Regions from separate parts of the Mus musculus genome. Here regions 1, 2 and 4 are each linked to region 3. A link is a contact called in public Hi-C and promoter capture Hi-C data. All regions are on one chromosome and are shown on one strand. Each heading gives the region's core, a stretch centred on a gene start, on an enhancer-like site or on the middle of the called end of the contact. The rest is flanking DNA. Distances are from core to core; before and after follow the strand shown. Region 1 holds the start of Tmco5 (transmembrane and coiled-coil domains 5). Region 2 overlaps Gm13990 (a long non-coding RNA gene). Region 3 holds the start of Rasgrp1 (RAS guanyl releasing protein 1). Region 4 has its middle 56 kb from the start of Gm46758.

Region 1 (3,120 bases), core at 389-2,888, 460 kb after region 3:
CCTGGTTGGCTTCATCTATTCTCTGCATATCCCTTTCGAGGTCCATGTTCAAGCTGATAATGTTCTTCTTTGATTGGGCCAATCTCAAGATTTCCATTTTTTCTGACCTGTAGGCTCAGCCCCACAAATGAACAAGGGCTGGTTATCTCAAGAGCAAAAAACTCTCTGAGCCAAGAGCCAAGTGGGCTTTCTAGAAGAGAGGTAGCTCATCCCCTCCGCTCTTCCTGGGAGCACACTTTTCCATCTCCATTTCTTGGAAAACTCATACATCTTAATCACACTCTACAATGTGATTCTCAACCCATCAAGGGACATCTCTAGATAACGATGCCTCTACAGTCTGATTTCAAGAGAATCTTTACTTCCTTAAATAGCCGTGTACTGGAGAGAGCTGTTTCCCATGGCAACCTTTCCCTAAATTGTTCTCAAAACATGCTTATGCAATACACTTTTATTGACTATTTTTATCTAGGCACCTGCTCCATCACTTCTGAGTTAGTCTGACTTTATTCAGAGACAGAAGCTTCTACTCCCATAATAGGGCTTCAATCTTTCCCTCTTCCACTTCTCTTTGACTTTCTGATTATGATGGTTGAGATTCTCATAGGAGGGCCATTTCAGTGAGTACATCTTATATTTCAGGAACATCATTCAAGAGTACAAACATCAGTTTTGGAAAAAAAAATTGTGAACGAGATGATAACTTTAGGAGGAGCACCTAAGTCAAGGGAGGCTCGCACTAAACTTTTTCTAACATGTAAAAGAATTCATTGTCTTTGGAGTTAACTGGGAATAGGGTAGCATGACCCAGGGATTGTGTTTCGGGCAGCATCAAAGTCCTGTCTTGGCAGAGCTAGCTTGTCTGGGAGAATTTACAGTAGTTACCACTTCCTGTAGAAGTGGAGTGCTTTGGAAATGGAAGGAAGGAGGAAGAAGTGACCGGAAGACGAGGGAAGGTCTGAGCATCAGGCCTGCTTCCCTCTTGGTACCTAGACTGCAGCCTTTCATAGTCGCCGCTACTTACTCATAGTCCAGCTGATTTTCCTTCTGTTCTTCCATCGGAGGCCCCTGAAATGTCAGCAGAGATGTGGTTATGAACAGGGGCAATGGATCCATTAATCTCCCAAATAGAAAGTAAATGAACTTGTTTTCTCCCTTCATAGCCCCGGGATGGTCATGACAGACACTCCAGCTCTTTCTGTTCGTCTGACTCTGCATCAGGAAGGGAGGGTGCAGAGATCTGCTGGAAAGAAGTCCAGCAGTTGTCTTGCAAGCAAATGCACCTAGAGGCTGTTTGCCATACTAACGCAATTTGGAAATCTGAACAAAACACTAGAAAGAGACAGAGGTGATCAGTTTTTTTTTAAGTCTCCTTTCTTCATGACCGCTGCTTTCTTAAAGGTCTCAGGGCACAGATATCGGCGTGTCATTGCCCTGGAAAGCCTGGATGTTCCCCAGTCCCCAACCACTGCCAGCTTGGTGGGAAGTTAGTATTAATCAGGGATCAGAAAACCAAGTAGAAAAAGACTCTGTGGCCCTCTCTGCCCTATAACCTCCTCTACAAACTCTACCTCCCTTCTACCGATGTGCTTTGGCTTTCTGATCCTGCCCTAATCAGGAGCTTCTTCTTAAGACTCTCATCTCTTCCCACTGGAACCATCCAATAGAATCTCACAACCTTCCATAGGGTTATGACTCCACAACTGCCACAGGACGGGCAAGCAGCATGTCACCGTGGTGCCATTGGCAACTGGTTCCTGTTATCTTTCCAGTGTTAGAACTTCTGTGGGTGTGTGGACTTTATGGTTAAGTCTGCCCTAAGCATGGACATACTTCAGGGAGTCTGGTTTCTAGGCAGTATAAAGCAACAGTATTCCTTATTATGCCTGTGGCAAACAGCACTTCCTTTGCCCAAGTGGGATGAAGATGGGGAATTTGGTCTTGTGGCCACAGTGATGCCACCATGTGCCCAACTAACAACCCATTCATCCCATGGGAATTGGGAAGTAAAAGTTACCAGTGTCTTCAAGAGGGAGCAGGGCAACCCAAAACACTTATCTTTGTGAGGTGTGTGTGTGTAGGTTGATTTTATTTCATCCAAAGAAAGAATGCGAACATAGGAGCAAGGAAGGACTTTGCAGTTTTAAATCGGATGGTGCAGATAGAGCCACGGAGTTTCCTCGTGTTCGAAAGTAGCGTGCCAATCTGTGAAGCAGCTTCATTCATGGACATGAGAACCTGTGCTGGATAAATGCAGAGACCAGCAGGTAGAGTAATACCATGAAGATCCAGTTTTGCCTGCAGAGGCTTATGGGCACATCCTTGCTATGGTCTGAGTTTCAGAGACTAAGAATCACCCACCAAAGACTAAGAAATTACTAGAGATTTTTGATATTGACAGTAATTCCTGTGATTATCTCGAATTAGCTCCATTATGTCTCCTTTAATGGAAAGTCATTCACATAAAACAAATAATATACATTTTTTTACACCTGAGCACACGTATATGTCAGTGAATTCTCCACAGCTGCTAACTTCTGTATGTGAGTCACAGAAACCTGTCAACTTTCGGGCCTCTACTCAGGACCACAGAGAGGTGATTTGTGAGCCAGACCGACTTCTTAACATACTGAAGTTTCTAGCAAACTATTCGTAAAATTAACCGCCTCTGATGACCCCCATTACCATCTCCTGAAAGAAGGCATTTCATTGCTTTATGAAGCTGTACACAGAAGAGTAATTAACAATTCAGGCCAATGGCTTCTCCCAGGAATTGATGGTAGGGAGAGTTCATTAACCCCAGCTGGTTATAGCTTCGCCAGGAAATGCCCTGGACCAAGGTTATTGCAGCCCTTAATGGATTGGATAGGGACTTTAACTGGGATTAAAATAAAGCCGAGTCTCCTTCCAGGGGAGCCTTTCTCCTTGAGGGGCTACTGAAGCAAGCTGGGTGAGTGGCAGAGCCTCCAGCTTGGGGCCCTGCAGGGATGAAGACAGCAGATTGCTACCAGTGAGAATCATTAAATCAAGGTGGAAACAGGGCCTTGGGGGCAGGTTAAGGTTTTTGATACAAGCCTCTTCCTGCAGACCACAGATGGCTTGATTAACACCCGGTTCAGC
Region 2 (3,172 bases), core at 323-2,822, 490 kb after region 3:
CATATATAATACATGTATTGTATCACAAATCAGTTTCCATCCTAATTCTTGAGGATTAGTTATGATTCCTAGACACAAGAATTCAGAGTTTTGTGGTTGAATTTTCTAACAGGAATACACTAACTTTTCCCATCCCATCTTTAAAAATGCTCTACCAATTGAATTATGCCCTCAGCTCCTTTAATGATAGTTCTATCTCTGTTACAGTTTACAGACTCTTAGAAGGATGACGCACATCTGTTTATCCATCAAATGTTTGCTGAACCTCTAATGTATACTGGGCCATATTCTTGGCTCTAGAGATTCCAGCAAAAAAAAAAAAATCTATTCTATTCCTCAAGTTCATGAGAGAGAGAGAGAGAGAGAGAGAGAGAGAGAGTGAGAGAGAGAGAGATGCCAAACGTTCACCCCAAGCTTTAAGCTTCCACTTTGAGAACCCAAGGGTCTTGGGATGACATCTCAGTGTCCCAATGAGAATTCAGACCGAATTGTTGTTCCTATTTAGATGGATTCAGCAGCCTTCACAGTTCCCATGTTGACGTTGTAGCCAGGGCTAGGGGAAATCAGTTAAACCTCTTTTTTACCTTTGCATCGCCTTTGCCTGTGTGGTTACAATATTTTTTTCCTCCATTTAGAGGACACGGCATTTGAGATGCTGTCTTGGAGGTGGACATCTGCCCTCACCAGACATTGAACTTGCTAGTGTCTAGATCTTAGATTTATAATGTCCAGAGATCTGTGAGAAATAAAATTTACTGTTTATTTATTTATTTACCCAGTTCCTGGTGTTTTCTTATGACTGAACATTTGGTTGGATCCTTTTGAGATTTCCTTTTTTTACTGGGACCTGGTTGGGGGTCTTTTCCTTGATCTGATCAGTCTGTCCCTGTCACAGCAATGTGATCTTAATACCTTTCAGATGCAGCCGTTTTGTGGGCCTCAGTGGCTAGGGCATGTGCTTCACTACACATTGATCCTGGAAAAAAGTCCCTGTGATAGTAGGTTCTAATTTATCATAGGACCTTTATATCACCCCTGTCACCTTGTTGTATTTTGTCATCTGAGCCCCACTGAGGTGAGGCCATTACCATCCAGAGGAAGGCACTGACTTACTCAGCTCAGGGAGGATGCTTCCTGCCTGAACTCTCCCTGGAAGTTGGCCAGTCGGAGCATCCATCATTTACAAATTGGTTCACACCACCTTGGCCAGTCTGATTTTAATCTCTTCTCCCAAAGGCCTTCTGCAAAATCATGGTGCTCCCTCTGAGTCCTCCTTCCTGGGGGCAGGGTGGTTTCTCCTTGGCTGTGCGGCTGTTTGTTATGGTTTTGTAAAAAAATTTACCTTTAGCAAGCTTCCTTGTCCTTCCAGCCCTTCTGTATTTCCAGGCTTTTCCAGGATGTCTTTCTGTGCTCACTGATTTCAGGATCCTGTCGCTATAGGCTGCCCCTGGGGGAAGAGATTGTTGAACACCTGGCTTCACAGCTCTGGGCTGCAAGCCACAGGCCACAGAGTCACGCTCTGAGCGTCTGAGCTGCTGAGCCTTGGACAAATTATCTACCAGCCCTAGACTTCAGTCTCTTCCTAGGTGGAATGAGGCCAAGACTCACATTCTCTGCCTCACAGCAGGGCCTCTCTGGTATTTCTATACACAGCAAATTCTCAGGCAGGGAAGAAGGAATACTTGTGGCCTCTGTGTGCCAACGAGCGATTTCTTTTATAAAATATTTCCCTGCTGTGTGAGGGCAAAGTTACTTGAAAAGTTTAATCACAGCTGATCTAGAGGCCAAAGTGTTATTTAAGTTAGAGGTCCAGTATTAAGAACTAAGAGTAGATGTGCTCCCAACTTCTAACTTAGCAGCAGAACAAGAGATGCACTCAATGCCATTAGAGAGTAAGTCATGGAGTGACAATGTTGCTTACATGACAGTTATTAGAGGAATAAAAAGTGTATTCGCAAAAGAATGAGGCTGCACACAACTTATGCTTTTTTTTTTAAATAGAATCATTCAGAATAACTGATGTTTGAAATGAGTAAGAGTGAGATGAATCTGAACAGACTTTTAAGAAATTTTCTCATTATGTTTTCATTTCTCTCTGGTATTCTTCAACATTTTTTTTTGACCTTCTTTTGTCATAAACGTATCAGTGAAATTTGACTTAGCAGAGTTTACTCCCCTGAAGTTTTAGGAAGAGTTTCTGATGGACCCCAATTTGGCCTGTCCCTTGGTATTCGGGGCTTAGCCTCTCTAAGCATGTGCTCAAGGCAGCAACCTCAATTCACTTAAGTAACGTTTAAAATATTGATTGGTTCCACACTGAATGAAACAAAGTTTCAAAACTTGAGAAACACAAGAGGACCACTACCAGTTTGCAGTTGAGTCTGGTGGTACAGGCCTGCAAGTCCAGCTACTCAAGGGGCTGAAGTCCGAAGACAGAGGTGTGAGCATCTGCTTGCTTCACCAGGAGGTCCAGCCTGAGCATCCTGAAGAGGCTCTGCCTCATGAAGAGAAAGTTAGGGGAAAGAAAAGGACAGAAAATGTGGCTCAGTGATTGAACATGTTCACGAGGCCCTGGGTTTATCTCCAGTAACAGACAGACAGACAAAGACAAATATACACACTCAGACAAATACATACACAGACAGACACACACCTAAACACACACAGACACATGTATATATAGACACATACAGAGAAACATGCAGACACACAAACACACACAGGGAAACACAGATACAGAAACAGTCACACAGGCAAACACATGTACACAGAGGCATATGTACAGAGAAACACACAGACTTTGACATATTGACACGGACACATAGAGACAGATGCAAATATACACACAGAAACAGAAATACACAGACATAGGCACAAACAGACCCAAACACACAGACACACACAGACTCACACACATAGACACACTAGCAATAAATAAAATTGAAAAGAAACGTTATGATGGAAGAAAGTTCTTCAGAACAAGAAAGCCCAGGGCTTGCTAAGCTGGTGTAACCTCTCCCCTCTGCTCTGCTACCAAAGAGAGTGCACAGTTAGTTTGTTCTAACAGTTAGTAATTCTAAAGAGACTTAGCAAAGTGAAAGCAGCTGACGCTAGTGACAAAGCTGTGTCCGAGCAAAAAGGGCCACGACATTGTTTGAAATGAAGGTATGGT
Region 3 (2,852 bases), core at 133-2,632:
GCATGACCCCGAGGTGACATCACTAATGCTCGGGAGTATCCTCAGGAGAAACGTCTTTTCAGGCTCTGTGACAAGAACCTCGGATCTTTTAAACATTTTTTTTCTGTTTCTTTTTGTTTTCTTCCTTTTTTGGGGGGTGGGGGTGGGGGTGTCTTTCATATGTAAGGAACTGAACTATGTAGACCTTCCTCTTGGGCTTGGCTGACCCCTTTGAAGCAAGTGTGTAGTAGATTCTGTTTTCCAAATGTGTAAGCATACATTGGTATGTAATTTTAGACTGCTCTCCACTTCTGGCCCCATTTTATCGGCCTTGTTTTGTTGCTGTTGTTTCTCATACTTATTTTTGTAGGTTGTGTATTCTTGTAAGTGATCCTGAATTCTTTTCTAGGACAACATTGCACATAAACATGAGGAAATGCACGCGTTATAGCAGAAGGAGGTCTTAAAGTCCAGAACGTTGTGGCTGGGAAGATCACGGGATGTGATAGCAATAACGAGGGTGTTATTAGGCCAGTCCAGCAGGGACTTAGAGACGCCAGGCAGAGCTCAGTCTGGGCCACCTCTCTTTTCGGTTTACTGGCTGTGAGAGCCTGGTGTTCTCTAAATCTTACGCAGTGCCCTCTTTGCGTTTGGAGGGGTGGCTTAACGAGGTAACATGTAGGAAACAGCACTGGATCAGCATTAGCTGTTGGTATTACCGTGGCCATGTTCCAGACAAGTAGCAGGTAGGTCTCCCCTCTTGGCCAGGTCTGCTGGCACGCTGACATTGCAAGAAAGCCCCTCCCCTAGCCTTCCACTCCCACTTGGCTCTCTTGGTCTACCACACCCACAAACTCCCAAGCAGCAGCCTCTAACCTGACAGCTCACCTCCACACCCACCGCCTCCTCCGTAGTGCAGTGCACACAGCTAAGTCTTCTCTTTTTTTAAATATGCCAAAGAGAACTAAGTGCGTAGTAGTTTAGGGGGGTTCTGCCTTCCTTGCCCAGACCCGACTGTGTACCCTCACTGATACATACAAGACAGTCCTGCCATCCGGGAAAGGGTCTCAGCAGAGCCCCCACCCCCACCCCCCTAGGGGACTCGTAGCCTTGGGTGGAGGCAACTCTTCGCAAGGCTCTAGCTTTGTCAATTTCGGGGCAACTCACTCTGCACCCCTCGGACCTAACTCTTGGGCTGGGAGAGATGAATGGCAGGCGGGGATGAAGGGAGACGCTAGGGCGGCGCAACTCCTCGGGGCGCTACCAAGTAATGGGGGCAGGATTCGAAGAAGAACTGAGGGCGCCCCACGTTTCCTCCAGCCTGATGATAACATCAACGCCTGTCAGGTGGTTGGTGCGAGAGAGTGTGTGCGCGCGCGGGAGCGAGCGTAGGGAGCGCGCTCGCACAAACTTTGTGCCTGCGGGTGAGCCTGGGTCGGCTCGCCGGGCTCCAAGAGTGGTCGGCTCCGGGCTGCGAGGGCCAGCGGCGGCCGAGGGATGCGCGGCGCCCGGCCGAGCCGATCCCACCGCTCTAGGTGAGACGGCTCCAGGGGCGCAGAGAGCCGCGACCATGGGAACCCTGGGCAAGGCGAGAGAGGCTCCGCGGTGAGTAGCTGCGTCTCCTCGGAGAGCGCTGCACCTCTACTGGGGAAGGATAGCTGAGCGGTGTGCCCTGTGGTCCTCTCCAGTGGGTACCAGGAGGGACTAGACGACCAGGGCGCCTCCCTCGGAGGAGAGTTGCCTACAGGGGTAGACCATGATCGGGGACCTGGGAGCCAGGTCAAGATAGGCGTGATACAGACAACCTCAGAGTCCAGCACACCAGGTCGGGAAGAAAGAGTTGGGGTTGCTGGGGTGGCGAGGCCACAGGTCACCTGGGCAGATCTGGAGTGGTCTGAGCCCAGCCAAACCTTTCACCTACCCAGCGCCCACAACAGTCGACCTCCCTGGATGCTCTCGGTCTGGGCACCCCCCGGGAACTCCCACTCGCACACTTTCCGTGCCCTTGGCACCCGCTGCGGGCGCGGGTCTAGGACAGCGCCACCTTGCGGACTCTCCTGGCCTTTCAGGAGCGACTGGCGGCAATGGCTGCAAGCGGAGGTGGCAGTGCTTGGCTGCCCTTTGAGGAAAAAGAAGTTTCCAAATCAATGGTCTATGAGTCTACACCCCTCCCCTTATACTCTACAGAGATGTTTGGGAGACGGAAGGTGAAGGAAGAATGGCTATGAACAGTCTATCTCTTGGGCAGCAATAAGGAGCCTGGGGTGGGGGTTGGAGGGATGTCAAGAAATTTAGTGTTTGTCCTCAAAACACCAGGACCCCGTAACTGCCTGGACACCACTTAGCCTTTGTTAGGGCCGAGAACGTTGTGTCCTTCACAACGCCATTCACGTGGACTCCGATATGACGGCACCATGCCTGATCTGTAACTATGCCCATTAAAATTCCCTGTTGGGCCATATCATCCCCTGAGTGTTCTCAACCTTACCTTGCGCTACACTATAATGGGTTAGTCCATTGAATTAACTCTGCATTATTGGCGGTGTGGGGCAGGACTGGAAGCTACACTCAGCAGAAATGGCCCTGTGAAAGCTGCCTTTTCTTATAAACAACTATGAGATGTCCCGGCCCTCCTCTGTTTCCTCCTTTGCCCTGTGGATAACTGTGCCTGGAGACTAAGTCCCCCAAATCGGTTCATACTTCGAAACCTCTCCCCAGGCTCTGTGGGGTGGGGAAGGCAGACGCTAACTACTGCAGGGCTGAGAAAACATCTTGAAGTTACTGGGTTTCTTTCAAGCTTTTGTTTTTGCTGTTATTGTTGTTATTTTGTTTTATTTAATTCATAAGTTTAACTGGAAACGTGTGGCTACTGC
Region 4 (3,110 bases), core at 328-2,827, 370 kb after region 3:
GAGGAGAGCAGGCACTCAGGTGGGGGACTCATTCTTTCCAAGTTTGGGGTTGGTTGGTTCTGGCTAACATGAATCATGTTTTACGTCAGTGAGGAGTGTACCCCGTCCATCATTCACTCTTTAAGCATGCCATGGAAACAGGATGGTCAGTCAGAGTCATGGTTGTGCGTGGTAAGCATCATTGCGGCTCATGTGCTACTCCAGTGTCTCCATGGTGATTGTTACCTGGGGCTTGGCTTATACTTCTATTAGGATATTTTTTCTTTGGGGCTTGGAATATATGATTTTTTTTTTTTCTGCACACACCACACACACACACACACCATCAGTCAGGAAGCAAATGAACACAAGATGGAAGAGGAGAATGCCCTACCTGAAGCATAATCCCAGCACATCTCTCTCTCTCTCTCTCCTCTCTTCTTACACACACAGATCAAGCAATGGGTAGTCCACTTCAAGAATGGTGCCCCAGTGTTTCCTTATTTACTAGGGCATAGTCTGACCACCAGCAGGTTGCTGTACACAATAACTTCCTTTCTTATCCTGGGGTTTCATCTGACGGCCATTCTGGTCTCCATTTTGCTTTTGTATAGACAGCCTCTCTGACAGCTGAGATCCTCTCAGCTTCATTCATTCTCTTTAGCCTTGTAGACACGACTGGCCAGCACAGCAAAAAGCCCCACAGACGAGGTACCTGGGCTAGAGCACAGGCCACACACTAGCAGTGCCCCTCACACAGAGACCTGGTGAGTGCTCTAGAAATCAAGTAATCCTGTTCCTTTCTGCCTTTCAGCTTGGTCATGAGCAGGCAGTGGTCTTAGCAAATATTAACAATCCAAATGTCAAATGCTGTGTGGTGGTACACACCAACAATCTTAGCACTTGGGAAAGTGGGTTGAGAGTTCAAGGGTTATTCTTAGCTACGCAATGAGTTTGAGGCCAGCCCAGGGACACTCAGAAACTCTGTCTCAATTACTCTAAAAGGGTTAAATAACAAACATAAATATGACCACTAATCAGAATTAAGATTGTTTCTTCCGTCTCTGTCCCTGAAAATCCTTCAGGCATCTGGGGTTCTAAAGCCAGGGCAGCCTCAAGTGAAGTGAGCAGACTGAATAGAGAGACAAACACAAAGTGCCCTTTTCAATCTGATAAGCTCACAGAAGTTCTGTCACACATTGCCATTTTTTTTTTCCAGGAATGAATTATTGGGTTTTTTTTTTTTTTTGAGCCTTGTAATTTGTCCATTAAGTAGAAAAATGCCCAGAAGACCTCGCTTTTATTTACCAGCTGACCCGCGACCTTAATGAGGCTTCGCTAAAGGGTAGGATGGAGAGTTTTATTTGTCTTTGTCTTGTGTTTGGGGTTAAAAAAAAGAAGAAGAAGAAAGAAAGAAAAAGAAAAAGAAAAAAAGGAGAAGCTGCCTCATTCAACAGTCTTTTGGTCCCTAAAATAAACCCCACTCCCCCTAGCAGTGCTATTTACTCAATCTCCGGGCTACTAAGTGTAGGGGTGGTCCTTGTTGACTTAAATGAGTCCCTGCAGCTAGGTGGGGCTCTCTGGAGTCCTTAGTCATGTGAGGTTGCCAGGGTAACTTAACGTCTCCAGCGCTGGAATGCTTTAAGACGTACAAAGAGGAGACTACAGAGCGCATTACAACTTACAGTCATGTGTTCAATAACATGTCATCTTTTCGTAATGGGGCTTTTATTTTTACTTTATTTTGTGGGATTGAAAGATCAGAAGCCGGAAATTAGCTGGAAAGGATAAAGAAAAGGAGAATTTAAAGGGCCGGGCTGGGGGCAGGGTGTATTTCTGTTCCTTATGTGGGTAATGGCTGAGCAAGAAGAACATCTGGCCTGAACGAAGCAGGGCTCACTGCAGTGCTGCTTTTAATTACCCGGTCATTTGGTCTCTTGCTAGATTAGTGACTGTGGAAGCGACTCAGATCTCCAAACTGACAGGCCGGGAGAGCTCTAACTTAGCCTGCCACATAGTCAGAGGGGAAATGCGGAGCTTCCGGTTTCATATTTAAACCAGAATTGACTCATAATTGTAGCTGTCAGGAGGGTGATGGAGACATTATGTAATCTGGTTCTTCTGGTGATATGTGTTTAAGGTTTCTGCTCTGTAAATTCCAGGGGAAATTTTGTGCCCATTGAGGGAGATCTTGCTGACTGCTCTGTGGTGTGGCCAGGCAGGGTAAGGATAGTGCTATCAAAGGTTCCTGAGTCTGCCTGAGTCCAAACATGAATGAGTCTTCCTTCTAAATGGTCTTCCTGGTTTTCTGGAGACAGTTAAATGTGGATGAGGTTAGGCAAAATCTGGCAAACTTTGAACACTCTGGTTTAGTGGGAAATTTAATAATGGCAAAACATTCAAGTCTGTAACTCCTCCCCACCCCCACCCACCCCCCTTTTTTTTTCTGGACCACATAGCTGCCTTTACAGCTTCCTGTCATTTGTAGCTTCAGAAATCTGGAAGTGGCCACCAGATGCTTCTGGAAACAAAGCTCTGGGGCTGTGGAGCATTTGTTCCGTTTTCATTCCATTTGCTACTTGCTTCTCAGGGCCTCTGGGGCCTTTGGGGATGAATGCACATTGATTGGAGGGAGCTAGGGGAGGCTTGAGATGGGTCCAGCATTTGCTGCCACCAAAAAACCCAAACAATAAGAATAGAAAAGAAAAAGTCAGAGGAGCCTGTTTAATGTGCTGCCAACATTTTTGCTAGGGGGAGACTTTTTCCCATTTGTTCTCTGTGCCCATATAGTATAAAGTCCGTGGATGTGATAAGAATTCATTGACAGAGAGCCATGCTCACACTGCAGAAGTAATAACAAAGATTAAATCAAAATGTAAAAGACAAGTGGTGTCAGCTATCTTGTTTCTGGAGAAAAAAAAAAAGAGAGAGGTCAGGGATGAAGAGGACCAAGCTGCTGACTTCCTCCTTAACTCTGTATATCTTTCTTCCTTCTCCTGGAGTATTCCCTATTCCACTAACACTTAGGGGTTCTCTGGCTTTTTATATCCATCAAAGATGATATTTGGTATGTTTAAAGTTAACATCATAACTCATCACCACCAGCAGCACCATATTGCTATCATCATCAC

The links. Promoter capture Hi-C pulls out the DNA fragments that hold promoters and counts their contacts. Hi-C and Micro-C count contacts between places; a contact is called where the count stands out from the background.
Region 1: a contact with region 3 is called in a promoter capture Hi-C map of neural stem cells. The contact joins the promoter of Tmco5 here to the promoter of Rasgrp1 in region 3. A contact is called at or near these places in 13 of 39 promoter capture datasets (the 3T3-L1 cell line, the C10 cell line, the HPC-7 cell line and 9 more), 1 of 115 datasets of contacts at active chromatin or transcription factors (embryonic stem cells) and 2 of 9 other capture datasets (adipose tissue and liver).
Region 2: a contact with region 3 is called in a promoter capture Hi-C map of neural stem cells. The contact joins the enhancer-like site here to the promoter of Rasgrp1 in region 3. A contact is called at or near these places in 5 of 39 promoter capture datasets (the C10 cell line, the HPC-7 cell line, neural stem cells and 1 more).
Region 4: a contact with region 3 is called in a Hi-C map of B cells, with 6 read pairs. The contact joins the enhancer-like site here to the promoter of Rasgrp1 in region 3. A contact is called at or near these places in 1 of 39 promoter capture datasets (pre-B cells), 2 of 484 Hi-C or Micro-C datasets (B cells and embryonic stem cells) and 2 of 115 datasets of contacts at active chromatin or transcription factors (effector CD8 T cells and embryonic stem cells).

The regions. Positions count from the first base shown.
Region 1 is chr2:116,877,223-116,880,342 of GRCm38.p6, reverse strand. It overlaps Tmco5 (transmembrane and coiled-coil domains 5), which reads right to left and starts at 1,638. Exons shown (of 12, transcript NM_026104.5): 1 at 1,576-1,638; 2 at 1,025-1,068; 3 at 1-107. The coding sequence starts at 1,059. It overlaps Gm13990 (a long non-coding RNA gene), which reads left to right and starts at 1,696. Exons shown (of 4, transcript XR_374895.4): 1 at 1,696-2,267.
Region 2 is chr2:116,850,816-116,853,987 of GRCm38.p6, reverse strand. The region is part of intron 3 of Gm13990 (a long non-coding RNA gene); the gene reads left to right. Among named protein-coding and RNA genes, the nearest start is that of Gm13990, 26 kb to the left of the region's middle. Within about 2 kb of position 1,572, at least 25 of the 459 cell types and tissues checked have an H3K27ac peak or open chromatin away from gene starts, as enhancers often do. A contact at or near this core is called in neural stem cells, where this site is marked.
Region 3 is chr2:117,341,407-117,344,258 of GRCm38.p6, reverse strand. Rasgrp1 (RAS guanyl releasing protein 1) reads left to right here and starts at 1,382. Exons shown (of 17, transcript NM_011246.3): 1 at 1,382-1,584. The coding sequence starts at 1,550.
Region 4 is chr2:116,971,233-116,974,342 of GRCm38.p6, reverse strand. No RefSeq gene overlaps it. Among named protein-coding and RNA genes, the nearest start is that of Gm46758, 56 kb to the right of the region's middle. Within about 2 kb of position 1,577, at least 257 of the 459 cell types and tissues checked have an H3K27ac peak or open chromatin away from gene starts, as enhancers often do. A contact at or near this core is called in B cells, effector CD8 T cells, embryonic stem cells and 1 more, where this site is marked.